Regions from separate parts of the Sus scrofa genome. Here region 1 is linked to region 2. Evidence: chromatin contacts called from public promoter capture Hi-C data. All regions are on one chromosome and are shown on one strand. Each heading gives the region's core, a stretch centred on a gene start, on an enhancer-like site or on the middle of the called end of the contact. The rest is flanking DNA. Distances are from core to core; before and after follow the strand shown.

Evidence for each region. Promoter capture Hi-C pulls out the DNA fragments that hold promoters and counts their contacts.
Region 1: a contact with region 2 is called in a promoter capture Hi-C map of liver, with 4 times the contacts expected there. The contact joins the promoter of HMGCS1 here to the promoter of SELENOP in region 2. A contact is called at or near these places in 1 of 5 promoter capture datasets (liver) and 1 of 2 datasets of contacts at active chromatin or transcription factors (skeletal muscle).

Annotation. Positions count from the first base shown.
Region 1 is chr16:27,953,806-27,960,409 of Sscrofa11.1, forward strand. It overlaps HMGCS1 (3-hydroxy-3-methylglutaryl-CoA synthase 1), which reads right to left and starts at 3,391. Exons shown (of 11, transcript NM_001252215.1): 1 at 3,334-3,391. It overlaps LOC106508153 (a long non-coding RNA gene), which reads left to right and starts at 3,624. Exons shown (of 3, transcript XR_001304747.2): 1 at 3,624-3,746.
Region 2 is chr16:27,544,476-27,550,733 of Sscrofa11.1, forward strand. It overlaps SELENOP (selenoprotein P), which reads right to left and starts at 3,388. Exons shown (of 5, transcript NM_001134823.1): 1 at 3,341-3,388; 2 at 223-438. The coding sequence starts at 425.

The DNA.
Region 1 (6,604 bases), core at 2,141-4,640, 410 kb after region 2:
AGCTCCCTCTTCCAGAAAGGCTTCCTAGGGTTTTCTGATCAGAGTCCTGCACTCCTACAGGTATGTCATTCACACTGACACCAATGACTTCATATGCTATTCTCAATGGAAAACAATCTTCGTAACCATATTGGATTCTTAGACTCCTTATGGGAGAAGGGCTGTATTTTGATTCTTTTGAACTCCCTTGTTCTTTTCATTCTCACTTTTAAGACAAACTGCAGCACCAGAGTTCCCTTTGTGGCTCAGAGGTAACGAACCCGACTAGTATCGATGAGGGGCTGGGTTTGATCCGGGCCTTGCTCAGTGGGTTAAAGATCCAGCGTTAACCTGAGCTGTGGTGTGTGCATCGCAGAGGCGGCTGGGAACCCGCGTTGCTGTGGTTGGGGCCATGGGCAGGCAGCTGCAGCTCAGATTCAACCCCTAGCGTGAGAACTTCCATATGCCATGGGTGGGGCCCTAAAAAAAAAAAAAAAAAAAAAGAGCTGCAGCACCAAATCGTATCCAAAAGTTTAAGAAAACTGGCTTTCTACTGCTGCTTTTCACAGCAAATGTCTAAGTTTCAACTGTTCCCTGAAAAATATAAGTTCAAATGGAACCTGAAGAGAACATCTGTGTAAAATCATTCCCACACACACACACATCCCCAACCACAGACTCTGCAAAGATGAAGGCTGTCAGCTTTGAAAGCTTAGCTTCTCTTCTACTGCTCTTACTATACCCAGTTAACAGACAGTAAGTGGGTATCACCACAAGCCAAGCATTTGGTTGAATGGATTATTTAGGAATTGAGCCCATCTATAAAGTTTTCACGACTCCACAATTTAAAAAAAAATTGAGTCCTATACCCACCCACTAGATTGGGCAACATGTTTTTAATCTATACCACCTTCTTTTTTTTTTTTTTTTTTTTTTTCTTTTTTGTCTTTTTGCTTTTTCTAGGGTGGCTCCTACTGCATATGGAGGTTCCCAGGCTAGGGGTCGAATCAGAGCTGTAGCCGCTGGCCTATGCCAGAGCCACAGCAACTCGGGATCCAAGCTGCATCTGCAACCTACACCACAGCTCACAGCAACTCCAGATCATTAACCCACTGAGCAAGGGCAGGGATCAAACCCGCAACCTCATGGTTCCTAGTCGGATTCGTTAACTACTGTGCCATGACGGGAACTCCCTATACGACCTTCTTGAGAAACAAAAATACCATACCCGTCTGTGATATTTGGTTTGATAACCCAACATAAAATTATAAGATGCTATATTTGTTTCCAAATGAATCTAAATAGCAATTATGATATATAACCCACTGAGTGTCCCATCCACAACCCCAACGAATCTCCTGGCATTCAGTCCACTGGATTCCTGTTTTAACTAATGCTAAGGTACCCAGGAAACACACATCACATCAATATCAGGGTTCTGCATTTCCTGTGAGAAAAGTTATCTAAAATCTCAAGGAGGTCCTGTCATGTCTCAGCAGTTAATGAACCCCTAGTACCCATGAGGATGGGGGTTTGATAACTGGCCTCTCTCAGTGGGTTAAGGATCCTGCGTTGCTGTGGCTGTGGCGTAGGCCAGTGGCTATAGCTCCGATTAGACCCCTAGCCTGGAAACCTCCTTATACCGAGAGTGTGCCCCCCGCCAAAAAAAAAATCTCAAAATCAATCACACAGTTAAGAGAAACAAGATGTAAAAGCATCTTAGAGGAATATTTAAGAAAAATAAAAATATAAAAATAAAAAATGAGGCCCAGAATTAGCCCAATAGATGACGTGGCCTTCTATGGTCCCAAACACAATATCCATTTAACTCTCCCCACTGGAAATACTTTTTGAGAACTGGCATTACTAACTAAACCAAACTAAACTGAAACCGATTAAAGGGCAGATTTACAAACTTAGACCAACAAAGTTTAGACACAGAAAAGAAAGTCTTTCTCCTTTCCCATAAGATACACCATTATCCTGCTCTCCTTATCCACACAAAAATAACTGAACTTTTAAAAATAAAGAACACAAACTGCCTAGACGTCTCAAGCTACAAAGAACCATTTGGCACCGATACAGGCTAAGGACTTTCAATTTGCCTTCTAATAGAAATCTATGCAATAAAAGTCCAAACTCCACCTCAGAAGGAAAAATCTGCTAACTATACAAGCACTTCCATTTGTCTTAATTTTGTCATTTATTTTTCCATTGTTTTTCATGATTCATCCCTGGAATAGAGCGAATGCTACTTAGCAGCAGGCAGAACACATCATCCTGCAGCCCGTTGGCAAGAGCACGGGGAGTGGGGAGTGGGGAGCGGAGAGCTTCAGTTGAGGTGAGCAAAGAAGCCTGTGATGCGCTAAAACCAAGGTCCTAGGGCAAACACGACCAGCTGGGACAGCCCCACTTTACCTGTTGTCCACATCTTTCCTCCAGGCTGGGTCAGAGTAATCCTTTCTCTACCACCAGTCAGGGCAGGACACACATTTTTCAAAGACTCCATATACTGAGCTTTGAAATGTCCTTGGTTTAAGTCAAAACCTATTGTGCGTGAACACTCTGTAGGTGCCTCCCCCTTACTTCTTATCAAGTCAGGCTAGTCCTGAAGTCATTAGCAGGAGGGAGACAAGAAACATCAAGGAAACCTATTTGTTTTTAATGGGCATTAAAAATACGTAGGCGAGAACGTGGCAGACGGCAATCTGCTATATTTGAAGCAGGCACAGGCCGAAGCAGTCAAAAGCCCAAAGTGCTCAGCCAGGTAAAATCACTGTTGTGATGCCCTGTCGCACCTGAGCTAGAGAAGGAGTAATGCTACCCAGCTCACTTCCTCCCGGTAAATATGCCAGGAGGACACACCCCCTGCCAACCTACAAGCCTCCAAGTGTGATCTTCCCCATGCTTCTGTGTCCACCCTAAGCCAAGTCTCCAGGACCACCCCCCCCACCACTGCCTCGCCGCAACCCATCTCCTTTCTCGTCCCCCTCATGTGCCCCCCTCCCATCCTCTCAAGGCGGTCACAGCCACTTCTCTGGCACCTCCAGCTCCTGAATGACTGTCATCAGAACCCTAGCCCTCAACGCCCTCTACCCTCTGCGACTCGCCTGCCCACATCAGTGGGCCCCGGTCCCTCCTAGGACCTGCCGCGGTGGGCCTCCGCAACTTGGCACGGCTCCCCATCCTCCGCTCACGGCTCCCCATCCTCCCGGGCCGGGTCTAGCCTCAGCCCTGACCCGGACGGAGCCAGAGCTCCTTCGGGCCTAGTCAAGGACACCGACTCCGCGGAGCCCTCACCGTGCCCACGGGGCCTCAGCAGCCCAAGTCTCCTTCTCCGCGCGGGACACTCACCCAAATGTGACCCGGCGGTGGCCGTGGAAAAATAACGACCAACGGATGGGGAGTACGCGGCGCTTCCCCTCTGCCACCAGCTTTATAGTGGCCGACCCACCCGACTCCGGCACCGCCGGGAGTCTCTGGGAGGTGGGACAGTGGCTCCAGCAGCCAATCGCGGAGGGCAGAGTAGCCTGGCAGCGCCCGTCCCCCAACCCAGCTTCAACCAATCCAAAGGAAACTAGAGGCGGGATTTTCCCTCGTGGCTTCAAGGGCGGGGGAAGGGGCGGGGACAAAGCCAGAGGGCAAGGAAGTGGGGTGAGAGAGTGACGTGTGGTGGCCCGAGAGCCGGCCTACCAATGACAGAGCGGCGAGACACGGCGAGAACCAACAGGAGCGGAGTGAGAGGTTCTCCACCCAATTGGAGCCGTGTGAGTAGAGATGCGGGCCAATGAAACCTTCGCGTCCCACCACTGGGGCGAGATGGTCAAGTGAGGGAGGCAAGTCTTCCTTGTCGACGAGTCTGTCAGGTTGCCTAGCAACCAGAGCTAGGATTCGCCTATAAGATTTCTGAAATACTTGATTTTAGTTCAATCTTAACGTTTTCTAGTTTCCCAGAGCAGCCAAGTGCTCCAGCATTACAAGTTGGAGCAGAATATGTCACTAAAATTTGTAAATTGGCAAATATTTACATAACAGGTTCTAAATACCAGATTTGCAGATACTCAGTAGTGTCACGTCTATACAAAACTCCCTTAACTGTATTATTGGGACAGTTCTTCCTAATTAAAACTAAAATGTGATGGTTTGGGGTTAGACACCAGTGAAGAGGGTAAGGGGCCTTGCCTAAGCAGGGAGTAGGTCCTTATTCTGGGATTTTTGCTAGCCCATACACTCTGAGGGAATGGGCTCCATCTGGCCCATTTCTCACTATCTTCTGAGTTTATGTGGTACTTGACTAATAAAAGGTTGTTGAAAGAAGGAAAAGGGCCCCAAATTCTCAGTAAGTCCACAGGGTATTGACTACCTAGTTTCCTCAGAAAATATAGAGGAGCATGTCAAGCTGGAGGAAATCACTCAAGCACTGGGAGAATCCAAAGGAGGACAATTATGGCCTTAAATTAGACTCTGCCTCATCTCAGATAGAGAAATGGTAGTACTTAGTCTTGATGGGAGACCATGAGAGGTTCAGAGTTGTTTCTGTCTCTCTCTCCTCCTCAGTTTCATTATGACCCAGAAAAGCAGTTGATAAGAGGACTTTGATGATTCTATGCAGCACACAACTTCTATTATGTGAAATTCATTATCCGCTATAGATACTAACCTAGTAAGAGACATTCTTAGGAAAGTGGCAAAATATATTGGTAATGGAGCCACTATGAAGTAGTGGCATAAATTATTTGGGAGAGAGGACCACTTGATAATGGTAATACTCCACAGCGTTGCCCATGACATTCTATTCCAGAATCAATATCATTAATACCTTCGTAAAGTAGGTGATAAAAAGAGAGAAACACTGCTTGACTGTGACCAACACCAGTTCTGAGGGCAGATTTAAACATTCTTAGCATGTTAAAATGCATTGAAAGGTATTAAGGACAACCACTAGAAAGAAGATAAGGCTTTGTCCTTAGAAAGGGATAACAGTTCCAACCCCAGGAGTACAAAATACGAAATGATTAGCCAGATAGTCTTATTATCATCTTGCACAACAGGAAATTCCCACAGGTTCAGATTGTCTTTTTGATCAAATTAATCTCCAGTGAAACAAGGTGAGCATGGTTTTTGGTTATTGGGAAGTCAAGCAACAGACAACAAAATGGATTAGTAATTAAATATAGAACATCTCAAGTGAACTTTTAAAAATAAGCCTTTTCTATTCTGTGGAATATAGAATTATACCAGATTATGGATTATACCAGTCTACACAAATATTAGCTAGGGTCCATGCAACTGAGGACAAAATATACCTATATTTATTTTGGCAGGGGCTGCAAGTTTTTTGGAGCTACACTTTAACATAAGCATGTCATACTTGAATGTGCACTTTTAAGATATGTTAATATGTATGTTTCATTATATTGTTTCTAGATTTAATGCCACGTAGTACTAGTAAAGCACTGTGGCTGCCATACATCAAAGAGAAAGTATAATTTATTATTCTGCCCTACTCTGAAAGGAACAAAAGTTTCTCAAGATGTAATGATAACATTTAGCGTTATAAATTCACCCATTGAACGCACATTTACTTTTTACTCTGTGACAGATTGTGCTAACCTGTGCTATCCGATAAGGCAACTACTAGCTACATATTATTCCTGAACACTTAAAGGGTGGCTATTCCAAAGTGAGCTATACTGTAAGTGGAAACTACACACCAAATTTTAAAGACTTAATTACCAAAAAAGGGAACTATCTCTAATAATTTTTACATTAATTACTCCTTGTAACAGTATTTTAGTTACATTGGGTTAAGTAAAATACAATATTAAAATTAACTTTATCTGTTTTTTAAGTTTTTAGTGTGGCTGCTAAAAAATGTAAACCCACATATGCAGCTCCCATTTGTGGCTCCCATTCAAGCTAGACAGTAGGAAGACGCAACTGAAAGACAGATGCAGTTTATAGTCTAAAGATGGAGGAGAGAATAATAAACACAGCAAAGAGTTGACTTTCCAGCCTCTATCTTACTTGATAAATGGTAGGAAAAGATGGGACAAGAGGAATCTTCAAATGTGTCAGTTAAAGCTATCTCTCTTCAGGTTTAAACAGCTTTATTTTGCCTAACTATTCTGTCAGTTCAAAGTTTAGTTCCCTATCAGGGCTTTTTTTTTTTTTTTTTAATTGGCTGTGCCTATGGCATGTGGAAGTTCCTGGGCTAGGGATTGAACCTGTGCCACAGCAAGTTGCTGCAGTAACAATGCTGGATCCTTAATTCGCTGCACCACAAGAGAACTCCTGGACTATTTCTCCTGAGGCCCTTTTATTTGGCAAAAGTTGAATGGGTTATTGTTATATCAGAAGAGGGAGCTCAGCCCTAGTTGTGGTTCTTGTACTGGCTTCCCTTTGCTGACTGGGACTTGGCCTTGGCTTTGAGGCTGTCTCGTACTGCAGAATTCCAAAGCTCACTATGGCTTTCATTTGATGCTCTACCCAGTAGTCTGCACCCAGAAGCCCAACAGCAGCCCACTATTAGGTTCACTCAGCCCCTTCTGCAGCAAACCCCCTCAACAGTGCCAGCCAAAGTTTCAGCTGTCTTCTTTGCTCTGCATGATATGAGGAACTCCTA
Region 2 (6,258 bases), core at 2,138-4,637:
ATACAGGTAACACAAAAAGGAGAAGAAATTTCCATAGCCCCAAGAAAACCACTGTAAACATCCTTCTAATCTTCTTTTTCTAATGTTTCATGGAAACATATATAGTTTTCTTTAAAAAGTGACTTAATAAATATCTTTTTTCACTTTTATTTTATTTTATGTATGCATATGTTTAATAACTATCCCTTTAAGAAATCCTAGGCCACAAGAAAACTGCCTTACCTGGATGCCTGCAGAATACACAGGTATCAGCTGGCCTGAAGAAGAGCAACCACAGTCACTGAACCATAGGAGTTCAGCATGGGGTCTTGGTCCTTTATGCTCCAGCCTGGAGGTTGCTCACAGAAGGAGCTTTTCCCCTGGCTCTCTGTTCCTCCCCAAGAGAGGAGACAGAGAGCCAGGGCCAGCCCCAGGCCTCTCCACATTGCTGGGGTCGTCCTGGAAAAGAGAAAACCTTTCTGTATTTTCATGGATGACATCACAGTCAAAACTAGAAACTTCTATAATTCTACTTTCTACAAATAGCTAGCCAGTGGTTTCTATCTCTATGTTGTTGGGTTCATTATGTTGGGCCTCTTAGCATCAAATCTCCCTGTAAAGGGGAAAAGGTCAGCCAGAGGCAAGAAAGCTGTCAGAACACCTCTTAACTATCTGGCCTAGCAAGATACTTTAGCAGGCATGTTTCAGAGGTCTGCCTGAACAGGCAGCCAAGGATGTCTCTAAGAGAAGATACATGTTTAGGAAAATTTTGAGAATGTAGCCTCTACAACCAAGCATTCTGCAAACATTTTTTATTTGAAACACACCAAGTTCTAACTGCTTCTTTCTATTCTCTTCTTTCTGTTCTTCTAATCTAAGAAAGGAAAGGGTAAATAGGAGATTGTGTACAGAAATGAAAAGTCAGCACGGAAACCCACGAAGAAAGGAGGTAGAGTAAGGCAGCCTGCTAACATGAAGAGATTCAGAAGTCATGCCTGCCAAAATGTTGCTATCACATCCAAGACAAAGATGGACCAATGGAAAAATGACTGACCAGAAAGAAGTATTACAAGTCACGGGCCCCTGTACCATTTAAGACTCACTGAAATCTACACTGCCTACTTACTGGCTACCACTACTTTCAGGAAGTTCCTGAGACTAGATAGCATTTTCTTGGGTAAAAAGATGACCCCTCTTAAAGTTAACTACCTGATGAGAAATATTCCCAAAATAAGGGCCAGCACTCTCTGCAGAAAGGTACAAATAAAGCAAGGGAACCATAGACAGGCGGTAGGGAAAAGAAGAATACTTTCAGCAGAGACGAGCAGAAAAAGAAAAATCCCCACATTTTATGCAAACATTTAATTTTTATTTGAGATCTACCAAGTTAATCAGTTAATCAGGCTCATTTTGATATGACAGTCTGTGTGGAGAGATAAGAACAAAATTCCAGATCTGAGAAGTTGGCACATCTTCAGGCACAGATCTGGGATATTTAAAAAAAGTAGAAGTGGTTTTTTGCGGGGAGGGTACAGAACAGTGGAGGGAGGATAGGCAGTTAATAAGTTACTTAGACTGAGCCCAGAATTAAGAGGAAATAGAAAGGCTAAAATCAGATTGATTTGGGCTCTAATGCACTAGTAGATATAGTTAAACTTTTTAAAACCTGATTACATTTCACATTATTTGACACCACAAAACCCCTAGCTATATAGAGTATCTTGATAAAAGCATAACCAGAGGGAGAGAAATAAAGAGGGAGGGGGGAATTTAAGAGAGGATAAATTAAATGATTTATTAAGGCCATCCAAACTCTTCTAATATCTTTAAAATTCTAGTTTTAAAAAAGGACAGGCCATGTTTGGACTAACTCTAGGCAATTTCTTAGCATAGTTCTTATACTGAGGACATAATTATCCTTATTATAGCTACCATTTGTTAAGCATTTATAGAACGACATGCTGATGGCACTAAGCACTTTTTAATATCATGTCAGTCAGTCTTTGCATCTATGTGACAATTATCCCCTTTGCAATTGAGAAAATTACAGCTAAGAGAGAGAGCTTAGGCATCTTGCCCAAGTCCGCACAAGTACTGAATCACAGGAGAAACTGGATTCAAACCGGTTCTGCTAATTCCAAAACAAGACCTCTTAGCTACGGTTTTTAGACAGGTCAACTTTTAATAGCTCTAGGAGCCAGGATTTTTGCCCTAAGATGACAAAGAGAATGTCAAAATTATTCAAGATGTTTTGTTTCTTACTAGAATGGCTAGATTTCTCTGCTTTCTGGAATACACTTGGCACCGTCACTTTGCCATACAGTATACCATTCCGAATGGCTGAATAGTGAATATAAATGAAAAGGTTCTATCACGTATTTCTCATTTTTTTTTTAATGAAAAATAACTAAAGCCATTGGCAGAGGATAGTGGATTATATTCAGATTTTCCTGTCACTGAATCAATAGGCTGTTCGGCTTTGTTTTCGTGAGCTCATTTTTTACATAATAAACTTCTGATTGATTACAGCTGTCAGGCAGCTGTATAAAATAGTGACAATAAATAAGAAAATTAGATTTCCTGGAAGGCAGTGCAATAACAATTAAAATGTAGTTGTGAATTTCATTAATCTCACCACTTTCAATCACAAAACCTAGATTTGTTGGCCACATACAGACTTACATTTGTTTAAAATACCCCATCAGAAGGCAAAGTATGCACAATCTTTTTCCACCCTCTTCCCCTGAATTTCAGACTCCCATCTGAGGGTCCCACCTCACTCACCTGAAAACCACCTCACATTTAATCACAGACCACCTGATTCTGACACAGGTTTAACTCTTTCCAGGGTGATCATTTCCACACAGTGAACCAAACCTGCCCTCCCCTTTTGCTGCTGTTCTTTAATGCGAAACTGCTCACAATACCCTGGACGTTTCTACAGCACTGTGGAATGGCCATATTTCAGTCCTTGCTCTTCAAACCCATGGGCTATTTTTCCCCTTAAAGCTCTCACTCTGCCTTTCGTGGGAGATACGTAAGCGTGAACATACAATATTGCCCGTAAGACAGCACAACTTTTTGCAAAGTAAAAGTGTTCGATTTCTCCAGCCTCCATTGCCCCCATCTTCATCCTTAGCTGTGCAGAAGGCAGGGCAAAAATTAGCAAGAATTGTCAATGTGCCCACTGCCGGAGTTTAGACTCTTTTGTTCTTTCTTCAGTATTACTTTTATTTTCTTTACCAATCTTTTTTTTTTTAAATCTATTCTAAGGACAGAAACATTTTATCAGACTCAAAAATCAAGTTATTTACCAAACTCTCAAGGAATCAATCATGAAAAACACAAAGTTCCTACTTACACGACCCCTTCCGACTAGCTTGCTTCCTTTCTCTTTGCTCAGCTCGGCAGCTCCACAAAGCCACAGCCAGAAACTTGGATATTTATAGTCCTGTTGTTTACCTCACTCTTCAGTCATAATCCAAAGTTCAGTGCCCGCTCAGGCGGTGACCTTGCAAGCAGAGCAAACCCCTGAAATGATTCTTATAATCAACTTTTTAAAAAAGTAGTAAGCACTGCCAGGCATAAAATGGGGAGAAAGTTTTTTGGCAATTACAATTTTATTCCCTATCCTTTTCAGTCACCCCAGTGTCTAGGATTTAATGGTACAGTCTGGGGCGGGAGGAAGGGCTAAGGGTAAAGAAGGCCTCCAAGTCATGCTCTTTTCCAAACTATAATAGGGAAAAACATTTGCTGAGCCAGCAAGTTAAGCTGCCGCTTTAAAAAAAGAAAAAAAATTTTTTTCTTCTGTTTGTAGTGGCCAGGTGCTAGCCTAACCCAAACTGTGAGCTTTGTCAGAAAAGTCATCTGCTCTTTCAAATCTTTCCTGTCTCCTATTGGTACAGATCTGCTAGGATTATTTTGCAGTGTTTAAAACCTGAATCTCTGTGGAATCTCACAGTATCTCTGCTCCTTTCTTTTTCATTTGAGGAAATGAATAAGGAAATAGGGAGGGAAACCAGGCCTCATTCTTCTCATCACAGAAGTCCTGCTCCCTGGAAGATTTATGGATCTGACAGAAATTTTTTAAGTATTAAAAAAAAAAAAAAACACTTTACAAATTTAAATACCACACAAATACAAGTTAGCTGTGATAGTGGCTAGACAGGAAACGGGTATAGAAATTCCAAAATGTAAAACTAAAATTGAAAATTCCTTCTCTTTCAGAAGTGGATAAAGTCTTTCCACCAATGGCTACAAATGAGCACACACATACCCCCTCTGTGATGCGTAAGGGCAGGAGCAATGTCAAATGATATCAGCCCTGGATGGTGATGGTTTTCAAGTAAGCCTTGCTTTCACTATGGATGCATTTTTGTGCAAACAAACTCCTATTGATTGCTGCAAGCTGGGTTCTATTGTACAAGATGCAGGAAGTACAAAGAGGCTCAGATGGTTATCTATGCTATAAAGAAACATACTGTCGAAGTAGAAGCCTGGCATTTGAAAGCCAAATTCTATTTCCTCACACTAAGCAGTTGATCTTAACCTTTTGAGGTCCCAGATCCCTTTGAGAATCCAGTGAAATGTTTAGTTTTTCCCCAGGAAAAAAAAATACACCTATACATAGCTTGCTTTTTAAAAGAATCTTGTGGGGGGGTGGGAATTGTATAAAGCAGATGATCCTATGGTTCATTTTCCTGACAAATTTATACAGTCACATTGGGTCCATCTGTAACAGAAAATCAAGTATTGGGCCATCAGCTCCTTCCTTTACCTGAGGCTTAGCCGCTGCCTCCTGTGTCAAAGAATTCCCTCCAAGTGTGTAGCTAGCTCCAAGACGAAGTGCCCAGGATTGTGTGTGTCCAGGTCCCTGTGCCTCTAAAACCCTAAGCTGACAAAAGGAGAAGATGGGGAGCTTGTGAGGTTTAAAAGGAATCCATTCCTAATAGCCTCTTTTGTGTGGGGCAGTCCAGATCCAGTCAGCATTCTTAAGAAAGCAGAATTTTCAAACAAACCTTCACTGGGTGCTAAAACAAATTACATTAAATCAAACGAAACTAAACATGAATTAGGTTCTTATTCTAGGCACAACATAGCACTTTATCTTAGGTTTTACGCTCTACCTCCAAAGCACTCAGCAAATCTGACCACAGCACTATCTAGAACGTTCTCTGGTTTCCATTTTTAGGGATGATTAAAATCTGAGAGGTTGTTCCAGGCACCACCATACATGAACATTAAGATTACTGACTGTATCCTAGCACGTTGAACTTTATCCTAATGATCTCATCTCTCACAACTTCCAACCCTGGAGTCAAGCACCTACATTTTTTTTCGTATCGTCTCCTTCTTCCACACATCATCATTTTTTCCCCATTATGTTTAAACATATATTTTATCCATGTTTTTAATAAAAAATTTTCAACTTCTTATGGGTCATGGGTGATTTCCATGGAGAATAGGGCCCCAAGAATCTGTGGGTCCATGACAAGAGAGAGAAGGGCTGTGAATTGTGATTTTACAGACCAGTTTATTAGCTACAGCAGCTAGTATATGGCATCAAAATATTCACAATTATAAAACAGCAATATCGTGAATTATTAAAAAGTTCATGTTATTACTATATGGAGGACCTATATAAAATATTAACCCCCTTATGGAGTTCCCCTCGTGGCTCAGTGGTTAACGAATCCGACTAGGAACCATGAAGTTGCGAGTTCGATCCCTGGCCTCACTCAGTGGGTTGAAGATCTGGTGTTGCCGTGAGCTGTGGTGTAGGTTGCAGACACAGCTCAGATCCTGCATTGCTGTGGCTCTGGCCAACAGCTACAGCTCCAATTCGACCCCTAGCCTAGGAACCTCCATATGCCTCGGGAGCGGCCCAAGAAATGGCAAAAAGACAAAAAAATAAATAAATAACGCCCTTAGCTTGATCGTTAGGTGCTGTTTTACATGCAAAGGGAAATGAAGACTCTTCCAATATTGGGGAAATGGTGCTTGGTGACCTAAATATTCTTGCTTCCCCTCTCATGTACAAAAGGTGCCCAAGATCTCATCTTATGCATTGCATCCAATATAATATTGCTTGAGCATCTATATGACAGCTAAGCCACTGAGTATGCAGAGGGTGTCCAGGAAAAAGCAAGAAGTTTTCAAAGCAAACGAGCAAAATAAGAACAATGGCTAGAGGAAGGCATAGATCAGCAGCTTGGATTAGATAAGGGCTAATGCAATCCTTTGAGATTCGTGAAAGTGAAATATGCTTTGAAGGGAGCT